3 separate regions of the Rattus norvegicus genome follow, and all the other regions are linked to region 1. Evidence: chromatin contacts called from public Hi-C and HiChIP or PLAC-seq data. All regions are on one chromosome and are shown on one strand. Each heading gives the region's core, a stretch centred on a gene start, on an enhancer-like site or on the middle of the called end of the contact. The rest is flanking DNA. Distances are from core to core; before and after follow the strand shown. Region 1 overlaps LOC108352541 (a long non-coding RNA gene). Region 2 has its middle 310 kb from the start of Mir181a-1. Region 3 has its middle 90 kb from the start of Mir181b1.

Evidence for each region. A called contact is a pair of places that touch in the nucleus more often than the background predicts. HiChIP or PLAC-seq counts read pairs in DNA pulled down with a chosen protein or histone mark.
Region 2: a contact with region 1 is called in a Hi-C map of frontal cortex, with 1.7 times the contacts expected there. The contact joins two enhancer-like sites. A contact is called at or near these places in 1 of 12 Hi-C or Micro-C datasets (frontal cortex) and 1 of 1 datasets of contacts at active chromatin or transcription factors (oligodendrocytes).
Region 3: an H3K27ac HiChIP or PLAC-seq map of oligodendrocytes shows a contact between it and region 1, with 10 times the contacts expected there. The contact joins two enhancer-like sites. A contact is called at or near these places in 3 of 12 Hi-C or Micro-C datasets (the A7r5 cell line, the Rat2 cell line and Schwann cells) and 1 of 1 datasets of contacts at active chromatin or transcription factors (oligodendrocytes).

What each region holds. Positions count from the first base shown.
Region 1 is chr13:51,971,333-51,974,973 of GRCr8, forward strand. All of the region lies in intron 1 of LOC108352541 (a long non-coding RNA gene), which reads left to right. Among named protein-coding and RNA genes, the nearest start is that of Mir181a-1, 64 kb to the right of the region's middle. Within about 2 kb of position 1,884, at least 35 of the 93 cell types and tissues checked have an H3K27ac peak or open chromatin away from gene starts, as enhancers often do.
Region 2 is chr13:51,728,085-51,731,725 of GRCr8, forward strand. No RefSeq gene overlaps it. Among named protein-coding and RNA genes, the nearest start is that of Mir181a-1, 310 kb to the right of the region's middle. Within about 2 kb of position 1,732, at least 15 of the 93 cell types and tissues checked have an H3K27ac peak or open chromatin away from gene starts, as enhancers often do.
Region 3 is chr13:52,125,608-52,129,248 of GRCr8, forward strand. No RefSeq gene overlaps it. Among named protein-coding and RNA genes, the nearest start is that of Mir181b1, 90 kb to the left of the region's middle. Within about 2 kb of position 1,659, at least 2 of the 93 cell types and tissues checked have an H3K27ac peak or open chromatin away from gene starts, as enhancers often do.

The DNA of each region.
Region 1 (3,641 bases), core at 634-3,133:
CTATCATTACCTCTGAAACCAAAATGTCTCAAGCACTCGAAGGCAGGTCTCCAGGGACCCTGCAACTCCTGCACCATTTCGCGTAGAAGCACACGCCTCATTTGGTGTGGAAATCCCATCTCCACGGATCCTGGCAGAATATTTGAGGATTCACAGTGTGTTAACTAAAAGAAACCGAATTCGCTGGTGGAGGGAACGCATTTTTGAACAAACTTAAGCTATTTAAGATCGAGGGGGGGAAAAGTCAGAGGGCTGTGGGAAGGTTCTTACAAGCCTCGTTGAGGGCTGCAGAGGGTTTCTGGGGCTGCCGTTCTGTGAGCATCGTTCTGTTTGCCTCTGTGTCTTTTTCTCATTCTCTCTCTCACACACACTTAAGATGCACACATCAGCTAGAAAAACACACCACTCTATCACAACGAACCCAGGTTAGTTGGTGATGTCATCACAGATAAAATTTCGCCTTTGTGGGCAACATTTTCAATCACCTAGACGCCAGCGTCTGCTGGGTGTGTGCCCATAGGAAGTTCAAGTGTTTGCGGGTTAACCAACACCCACAGGAAAGCAGTCTTTTATTCGGAACTATCTCTCTGTCTTTAAGATGTGTTTATGGGGCAGTATGTGTGTGCTTATCATGATATATGTAGTCAGTCAGAGTTCTGTGGTCCTAGGATGCCTTATTAATATGTTGATTGCACATGTCAGAGGTGGCTGAATTTCAATATGAATAGATGAAATGAAAGGCGTTTTAAAATAATTTGCCTCAAAATTTTACAAAAGTAATAGCCATTAAGAATTGGTATTTGTCCTTTGCTATTAATTTTAAATGATTTTTACTATTAAAATTTCTCAAGGAAAGAATCATTTATACAAATGGTTTTGAAGTGATGCCCATTCTTGTGCCTTTGTGAGCATGTATCTGGGTTAGATGAAAACTTGGATTTAGTGTTTGTGCAGGAGTTCACTAAGTATTTTTCATTTCTACTTTGTGGGTCATTCCTAAAAAGTCACTCACCAAACAAGTGCTCAGATCTTTATATTATGCGTATTATATTATTTTATTTTTCTTGTATCAACGGGAAGAAAGGTTACTGTTACCGCACAAGATGACTGAATTTGAGACAGGCATGGAGAAAAATTCTACGGACATCCTACACCTTAGCTATCAAGTTTTGATATGTAACTTATTAATAATATAGGAATGATGATATATTTGCTAGCTCAGACATGTCCGGCATTTGATATACAGTTTTTGTAAGCTTCAAAATTCATTCTTTGTACTTCTAATTTAGAAAAGATTTCCAAAGCACGTGCCTGTGAACTGAAGGACCAGCACAACAGATTTACCTGCCAATGTTAATATGTGATTGTCTGAAAGCAAGAGAATAAAAAATTATTGTTTCATTTGATTATTGCCCAGAAAAACATGCAGTTGAAGAATTGACACATTTTGTACTTACAAAAATAATCTATCCATGTTGACTGGTATTTCTGTGATGCAACACTCTACCGTAAACAAGTAAATAACTTTTTCTGAGGTATGACTTTCTATTTTTTTATGTAAACAATCCCGTCCAACGCACGCTGAGGTTCTGACTTGGTGAGACATAATTTAATTTCTTTATCCAAGAGAGAAAAGGAACAAACTGTTTTTGATTCCACCCTACATTCTGAAAGCCAGAGCTGACATTGCCCTCTGGGGACACAGGTTACTAGAAAGGCATCTTTCAAAGACAAGAAGATAATGGACTTGATTGAAATAGTTGGACTACGTGAGGCCCATTCAAGAACAAATGCTGTTTCAGATCATAACTACGAGGGAACAATTTTCTATAGTTTCTTCTCCTTATACAATGGTAATGGTCTATTGGACATGGCAGAACAAACAGGAGATGAATGTACCCAAACAGAAAACAACCAGTGCTCTTTCCTGTCAGGGATACACCAGAAGTCTTGGTTATCACAGAATATTCTTACTGTCTTTTTGTTGAAGATTGTGCTGGCTGTGCTCCTTGGTATCAGCTGACCATGTGCGGATTATATTCAACATATACATTAGAATATAGGCTTGCAGTCACAGTTTATTTTTGTTATTATATAAGAGTGTCTGAAATGTTGGAGAGTATGACTGTACTTTAATACAATGAACATTTGGGTAGCAAGATCCACTGGTTGTGATTATTCTAAGTGAGAATCGTGCTCAGGTATTGAATAAATTAGTTTATTGGTGAGATAATTATTATTACGAATACCACACACACACACACACACACACACACACACACACACACACACACACTACTTTCATAACTCAAAAACGTCAATCCAAATTTGAAGAAGAGAACAAAAATTACTACAGAACCAGATTGTGTTTCTGAGTACACGGTTGATTCCTAAAAGTCTAGAGGTCATAATCTCTTCATGAAGAGAACAGTGGTGTATTTTTAAGCTTCCCCTGTAGTCTGAAGGCCTGAGATTATTGTGCACAGATGTCCCAGCGGTGTTCAGAGAGTGCAAGGAAAGTCTAGTTGCAATGGCTAAGAAGGGGAACTGGTTCTGCTGCTTTATGCTCCAAATTTTCTTCTCTCAGTCTGGACGCATGCTGAACTCAAAATTAATTTGAATGAAGGCTATCAAAGTTATTTTTATGACTTACAAAAGAGCCACTGTTTTGTTAGATGCCCTGTGAAGGCAGAGAGAGTTTGGAAAGTGATTGACTGACCCTCTGCTTGCAACCTACTCAGGCTCAGGGAGACGCTGGGTCACACCATCTCATGAATCACAGATAGGAACTGAACCAAATGCATATTTGGGGGTTTAAAAAGAAACATTTAGGGTATATATGTCTATATACCTATTTTTTTTTTACTATAAATGGATTTTGGGTTGATTTTTGGCACATCTTTTAAAAACACCAACCCTTAGTTCAGCCGAAATAACTTTTTATAGTATAGCGTATAGCTAAGACCAGATGGCCACACGCTCCTTTCTTATTTAGATGAGACTCTTCCTTTCAATAACATCTTTCTTCCTGACCTGCTTAAAAATTCCAGCGAATGAAATCAGCGCAGGATTTTCAATTCTAATTGACCATGTGCAGAGGAAGGGCCGGGACAGAAATCACTGGAGGCATTGTAAGTCTCTCTGCCTCAGCTCTGCCTTTGTATTTTACCCTTGCTAGCCAACCCAAACTAGCTGAAAATATTGAAAATGTTTAACATTAAAATAACTGCACTATTATTCTTTAGTGAGAATTAGTTGCTTGATCTGATTTTCTCATTTAATCATAAAAATCAAAAATTGTTATGCACTTACATAGCTTCGTTTTTTAAAAAGTGCCCTAAAATAGTAGCATAACAGTTGAATTGAGATAGAAAGATGGACTGTCATATTTATTTTCCTCATTGCTTAAGTAAATCATTTCATCATATATATGTATATATATATCTATGCATTTTAAATTTTTATGGAAATATTAATTATCAGGATTGTTCATATATTGTATATGAATGCTAACTAATGAAAAATATTTTCCTTGAAGTTTATTCATACTTTTACTAGCAATTATACTGGAAATAGAAGATGAGATATATATGTATGTATATGCGTAATATATAGTTCAGTGAATTATATATATTATATGT
Region 2 (3,641 bases), core at 482-2,981, 240 kb before region 1:
CTCGGGGAGCATTAGAGAAGAGGGACAAGGCAGGGAGCTCTTCCTGCCTGCCATCAGACTTAGAGAGTCATTACTCATCCTGCTGGCCCTTGGGATTGTGACTGAGGCTGAGAAGGACCCAGGCCTGGAGCTGGATTGAGAGAAAAGGCTGTGACTGGCCTGAGGATGAATCTGAGAGATTGCAGCTGGAGAGATTAGTGTCTGGGACTGGGCCGAGTGAATGAGTGCAAAAACCCGCAGCCTTCGGATGCCTCTTCTACCCAGAGGATGCAAAGACATGGTTCTAGACATTGGTGCTGATACTGTAGTGTTGTTATGCCTTTTGGAGACTCCGAGGAGGCTTAGAATAGCTATTGACCTTCTTGGATGGTAGACAAAACTCCAGTTGGCATCTGCCTTCCCAGAGATTTACTCCTCTGTACTAGGCCTCAGTGTCCAAATTTTCTGCTTCATCTTTAGCCATTTGTACTGGATTTAGCACTCAGTCTAACCCATCACTATTGAATCATAACCTGATTACATTTGGAAAGAGCCTGTTTCTGAACAAGGCCAGTTTTCTAGCTTCTGCTGAGTTATTGAGGGACACCGCTTGACTCAATGTATTTCTTTGGTCTTAAATTTGAGCGCAAGTCCTAGCACTGAAAAAATGGCAGGCAGATTAGAGTAGCTCAGGGACCAGGGGGTAGGGCAGTGGCAAGATTTCCTGTAATGGCCACACACAAGCTTTCATTTCATCTGTGTGAAGAGAACACCACAGAATGCCTCTGTCTTATTGTAGGAGGGAGTAGTCGGACCTGTTTCACCAGAGTTCTCCTTAAGCACACTGGATGTTTCTTTCCAATTGCAAGACAGGCTTTTCACCCTGAATGCTTTTAAGCTGCCTGATTTCTTCGCACTCTGGGAACATAGCTGCTGTAAGTGACCTACTTTTGATGATCAAACCTGAGGTGTGAGGAAAAAAAATTCAAATCAACTTCGATGCTAAGCGGGGGAAGAAGTGGAGGCAAGGGAGATCACAGGAAGCTGTGAGCTTCACTCTCGTGCAGACAGTCTGTAGGAGGACCCAAACAACCATCTGTCTGTAAAGTTCCTAGGCATGTTTGAACATTCATCATATAGGCAGCCTTAGATAATTGCCACAGAGAAAGATTCTATCACACTGACATCATTTAGGACTATTAATGGTATTTGATACCATGTGAGAATAAACCCCCAAATAAAAGATATATAGTCACATTGAGAAAAAATATACCCAATTATCATACTGTCTCGTGAGCATATTTGAGCATCATGTTGATATATTATAATGCTGCGCTCTTTTCATCTGCTTTCATGATTGCTTTTGAATGGTTCAGTTCAGTTTTATCTCCCACTTGGTCTTTTATTAGTCATGATCGATGGGGCTACACGGATATGAGTGTCTCTACAAAATTCAACCACACAAAGCCATTACTCCTGAGAAGTTGCATGATGTCAGAGGGTGTTTTTCCCACTTTCTAGACTGGTACCTTTGGAGCCAGCCCTGTGAGCCTATCTTTGTGTAGTCAGAGCCCTTTGGGTTAGCGCCTCTGCTGGAGGATGGACTGGATTTTAATGACCCAGCTTTAATGAATAAAATATCGCAGATATAATAGGTTGTCACATACAACATTAGGTTATAAATAGATAGGGGTGTTCGTCCAGGGAATTTTTTTTCTCACTCTATCTTGCATCAGTTACCCAGAGGGAAGCCAGCTGGCCCATTACAAAGGAGCCCTAGAGACAGGCATTCATGGCAAGGGACCAAGGTATGGCAGCAGTCATAACTGAGCTTGAATATGGAGCCTCCCCCCATCAGAGGGAGTGCTCAGATCTTCAGGGATTACAGTCCCTGAAAAACAGTTTAGCAGTGGTTTGACGTGGGAGCTTTAACCTGAGCCTGGTTCAAAATTTCTGACACAGAAATTGCCAGAATAGTTATTTTGGAAGATTTAATTTCTACAATACATTAGTACTAGATGCCTGATGTTTAGGGCAACTGGAGGTTCTGACAACTCTGGCTTATAAAACAACACTTATAAAAGTAATAGGAGAGTTTGAAATGATGGGGAGACTAGAGAAGGGACTGGTGAACTCAGTCTTGGATGGAAATGCATTGTTTCTTGTCAACCGCTTCAGCTCTGCCAGCTGTGAGGAGCACAGTTAACATCCAGGGAGCTTGGCAAGACAGGCATTCAGTCTGTTCTCTGAGCATATTTTTATTTATGTGTCACAGGGTTATTTGCTCCATTCATTCAAATATTCAATCAATAAATATTTTAGAAGTAACTGCAATGGTTTGTTCGGTTTTTTGTTTTTTTTTTATAGAAAGGAAACTCTCTTCAAATTTGTCACCTCATTAAGTCAAATTTCTCAGTTCTTTTCTGTATTTGATCACTGCACCTCATAAAAGGCAGGGCCAGGCATTTTCCTCCAACTCCTGGGCCCCACCCACTGTCTTTGGGAACCTGACTGCTTTCAAATGTAGAGAAAATACTTTTGAAGTATTAAATCACTTTTAAATTCTTAAATAGGAAAACCTTGTTTAAAGCCCTGGCACTCAAGATCTGTGGCTCTTAGGGAAGCACCAACCACAGTGCTGCTCCAATGTGCACTCCCATTCCACCTCCATTGGACATTTTCTTCTGTGATGGGATTGCAGGAGCTAAATAATAAGCAAAAAAAAAAAAAGGAATAAAACAAAAACAAACAGCCCCCTCCACCCCCAGTTGCCAAAAGAACAGCTTTGACAAAGGAGCTAAAACCATCCAGTGGAAAAAAGATAGCATCTTCAACAAATGGCACTGGTTCAACTGGAGGTCAGCACGTAGAAGAATGCAGATCAATCCATGCTTATCACTCTGCACCTAAGCTTAAGTTCAAGTGGATTAAGAACCCTCCCTTCAAACCAGATATACTCAAACTACTAGAAGAAAAAGTGGGGAAGAACCTCGAACACATGAGTACTGGGGAAAATTTCCTCAACAGAACACCAATAGCTTATGCTCTAAGATCAAGAATCGACAAATGAGACCTCATAAAATCGCCAAGCTTCTGTAAGGCAAAGGACACTGTTGTTAGGACAAAATGGCAACCAACAGATTGGGAAAAGATCTTTACCAATCCTACATCCAATAGAGGGCTAATATCCAATATATACAAAGAACTCAAGAAGTTAGACTCCAGAGAGTCAAATAACCCTATTAAAAATGGGGTACAGAGCTAAACAAAGAATTCTCACCTAAGGAATATCAAATGGCTGAGAAGCACCTAAAGAAATGTTCAACATCCTTAGTCATCAGGAAAATGCAAATCAAAACAACCCTGAGATTCTACCTCACATCAGTCTGGCTAAGATCAAAAACAGGTGACAACAGATATTGGCAAGGATGTGGAGAAAGAGGAACACTCCTCCATTGTTGATGGGATTGCAAGCTGGCAAAATCACTGTGGAAATCAGTCTGGACTTTCCTCAGAAAATTGGATATAGTACTACCTGAGGACCCAGCTATACCACTCCTAGGCATATACCCAAATGATGCTCCAACATATAAGGACACATGCTCCACTATGTTCATAGCAGCCTTATTTATTATAGTCTGAAGCTGGAAAAAGCCCAGATG
Region 3 (3,641 bases), core at 409-2,908, 150 kb after region 1:
CTCTATTGAAGGACATGTGGGTTCTTTCCAGCTTCTGGCTATTATAAATAAGGCTGCTATGAACATAGTGGAGCATGTGTGCTTGTTAAATGTTGAAGCGTCTTTTGGGTATATGCCCAGGAGAGGTATAGCTGGGTCCTCAGGTAGCACTATATTCAATTTTCTGAGGAAACACCAGACTGATTTCTAGAGTGGTGGTACCAGCTTGCAATCCCACCAACAATGGAGGAGTGTTCCTCTTTCTCCATACCCTCGCCAGCATCTGTTGTCACCTGAGTTTTTGATCTTAGCCATTCTGACTGATTGTCAAATCAATCTCAGGGTTGTTTTGATTTGCAGTTCCTTGATGACTAAGGATGGTGAACATTTCTTTAGGTACTTCTCGGTCATTCGATATTCCTCAGCTGAGAATTCTTTGTTTAGCTCTGTACCCCATTTTTAATAGGGTTATTTGATTCTCTGGAGTCTATCTTCTTGAGTTCTTTGTATGTATTAGATAGTAGCACTTTATCTGGTATAGGATTGGTAAAGACCTTTTCCCAATCTGTTGGTTGCCGTTTTGACTTATTGACAGTGACCTTTGCCTTACAGAAGCTTTTCAATTTTATGAGGTCTTTATGGTATACGCTCACTGATAATTGAATATTAGCCCAAAAGCTTGAAATACCCAAGATACAATTCAGGACCACATGAAGTTTAAGAAGAAGGAAGACAAAAATGTGGATGCTTCAGTCCTTCTCAGAAGGGGGAACAAGATACTTACAGGAGGAAAGACAAAATGGAGCAGAGACTGAAGGAAAGGCCATCCAGAGACTGCCCCACCTGGGCCTCCATCCCATATACAACCACCAAACCCAGTCTCTATTGCTGAGAAGAAGTGCTTACTGACAGGAGCCTGATATGGATGTCTCCTGAGAGGGTCTGCCAGAGCCTTCCTGCTACAGATGAGAATGCTTGCAGTCAACCATCAGAATGAGCATGGGGACCCCAATGGAGAAGTTAGAGAAAAGATTGAAGGAGCTGAAGGGGCTTGCAACCCTATAGGAAGAACAACATCAACCAACCAGACTCCCCAAAGCTCGTGGAGACTACACAACCAACCAAAGAGTACACATGGAGGGACCCATGATGCCAGCTGCATATGCAGCAGAGGATGGCATTGTCTGGCATCAGAAGCCCATGGTCCTGTGAAGGCTCATTTCCCTCACTATAGGGTAATCCCTACACTGAGTTGAGGTGGGAGTGGGTGTTTGGGAGTGGGAGCATCCTCACAGAAACAGACCAAGGGGGTAAGGGAGAGGGAGGAATGGGGAAAAGGGAAAATATTTGAAATGTAAATACATAAAATATCCAATTAATAAAAAGGTCAATAAAATAGGGTCAGGCATGGTGGCTCATACTTTAGATCCCAGCACTGGGACGTGAGAGGCAAGCAGATCTGTAAGTTCCCAGCCAGCCACAGCTACAGAGTGATACCCTGTCACGAAAAGAAAAGAAAAATCAGAAGATAGGTCTATAAACTCAACAACAGAGTTTAGCATTAAACTAGAAGGCATGAAGTGGCAAGTTCCACCCTTAGTAATTAATAACATTATCTCAACTTTAGAGAAACCCAATTTGATGAAAAACTAAGCTCTGAGCAACTGAGAAATTGTTTTCCAGTCATGAAACTGTGTCAACACAGGTCTCAAACAGTTAATTCTATAAGGTTGATTCACGCCCCCTCCAGAGTCTGCCTTGCAAAATCAGGGCATCTAGCTCTTTAGGAGCAGCAGCTTCAGACAAGCTGGGGCATCTGCCCACCCACCTTTCTTTCAAAGAGCCTGCCGCACTGTGAGCACAGGACCTTCTCCTCCTGCAGAGGATGTTTTTGTTGCTTGATGCTTCTTCAACACAGCGGCCATCTGCAGTCCTGTCCACCCCCCTACTTCCCAGCACTCCCTTCCATAGACCCGAGGTCCAATGCTCAGGTCATTGGATTTCTTCCTGATTTCTGCTTGCTAAGTTTCTCAGCCAAGGGAAAACCATTAAGTGTCAAATTGCATGAACGGAGCATCCAAGTAGCTGCCTGTTCCAGCACCAGCGCCTGCCAAAGGACCTTAAATAAACTCGGTTGCAGGGGAGATGCCGAGATGATTCCTATGTGGTATGTTTAGTTTGTTAAATGAACACACAGAGCACAGTTTCATCTGATTAGTTAGTGTGAGTCACAAGAGCTGACAGTACAGCAGGCTTTCCCCTCTCTTCTTTCTCTCTTTCTTTCATCCTTTCTTTCTTTCTTTCTTTCTTTCTTTCTTTCTTTCTTTCTTCCTTCCTTCCTTCCTTTCTTTCTCCCTTTCTTTCTGTGTGTGTGTTTGGGGGGATGGTTGGGGGGGGGTTCTGTTGGGTAACAAGCCAGTCAATACAGTACTTAGGGTAAAAGAAAAATCCATGCAAGGAATGTAGTAACTCTTCATTTATTTATAATTCTAGTCAAAGTTGAGAGCTAAAGTCAGACAGTTACTCCGAATCAATGGCTGTGTATCTCAGTGGTATAGATAGAAAACTCTTATACATATAAGAGGGAAAAAATCAATAAACCTTTAAAATTATGGTTACACATGTAAAATGCCTCATCTCCATTCTTTTAAAAGCCGTTATTTCTGTGGTTTTTGAAGGAGGCCGGATTGTTGTGCACACTTGGCAAAAAAAAAAAAAATGAGGACATAGGATCACCTTAAATATTCTTTCTCTTAATAAATTTTATGCCACCTGACTGATTTTCCCATTAGAAGGTGCATTAATATAAATTACTCTTAATGAGTGCCCAGAGCTGGAGGCAGACGCTCCTGTGTCCTCCAGAGTCTGGGTGATGAGGACGAGATTAGCAAGGGACAGGCAAGTCCTGCTTGCTGACACTTCAGGGCATGTTGGCCAGAGTGCAGAAGAAGAGAAATGGGATTATTACGGTGCTGGGTTGTCTTTTTCAGACGAAGAACAATCGAGTGGTCAAGATCCAGAGTTCCGTGTAGTCATCCCAGTGCCCTCAGCCTAACATTTGGAAGGAATGAGGTCCTGGTAGATGCTGACCTGGGGACCCTAGACATGAAAGAGTAGCTGTCCTCTGACGAAAGCCATGTGGAAGGAGCCATCTGAGGAGATAAGACAGAGGCTCTACCTGAGGGCAAGCACTGGGCTCCCTGGTTTGTTTTGTGTGTGTTTTGTTTTGTTACTTTTTGTCTTATTGATTTCCTTCTTTTTTGTTTACCTGTTTTAATTTTCATTTGGGGTCTGTGAGATGGGGGAAGGTGAAAGGGAGGGAGGGAAATGTGTGGTGGGTTGGATGGGTAGGGAGGGTGAGAGCTGGGAGAAATTGGAGGAGGAAAAAGAATATGATCAAAGTAGATGGGTACAAATTTTGTGATATGAGAAGTTTTATTGTTGTTGTTGTTGCTATTGTTGTTGTTGTTATTGTTTCAAAAGTTGCACTATGACAGGAAGACAGATGCCAGTGCATAGAGTCAGAGGTGAAGAATTGGGTGAGCAGAGGAGAGAGAACTCTGATGCGAATCAGCTGAGCCCAGGGGCGGCATTTGTACAGATGCAGAGCTAGGGAGAGGTCTAAAATAAGCACCAGCGTCCACACAGCATCAAGGGAAAAC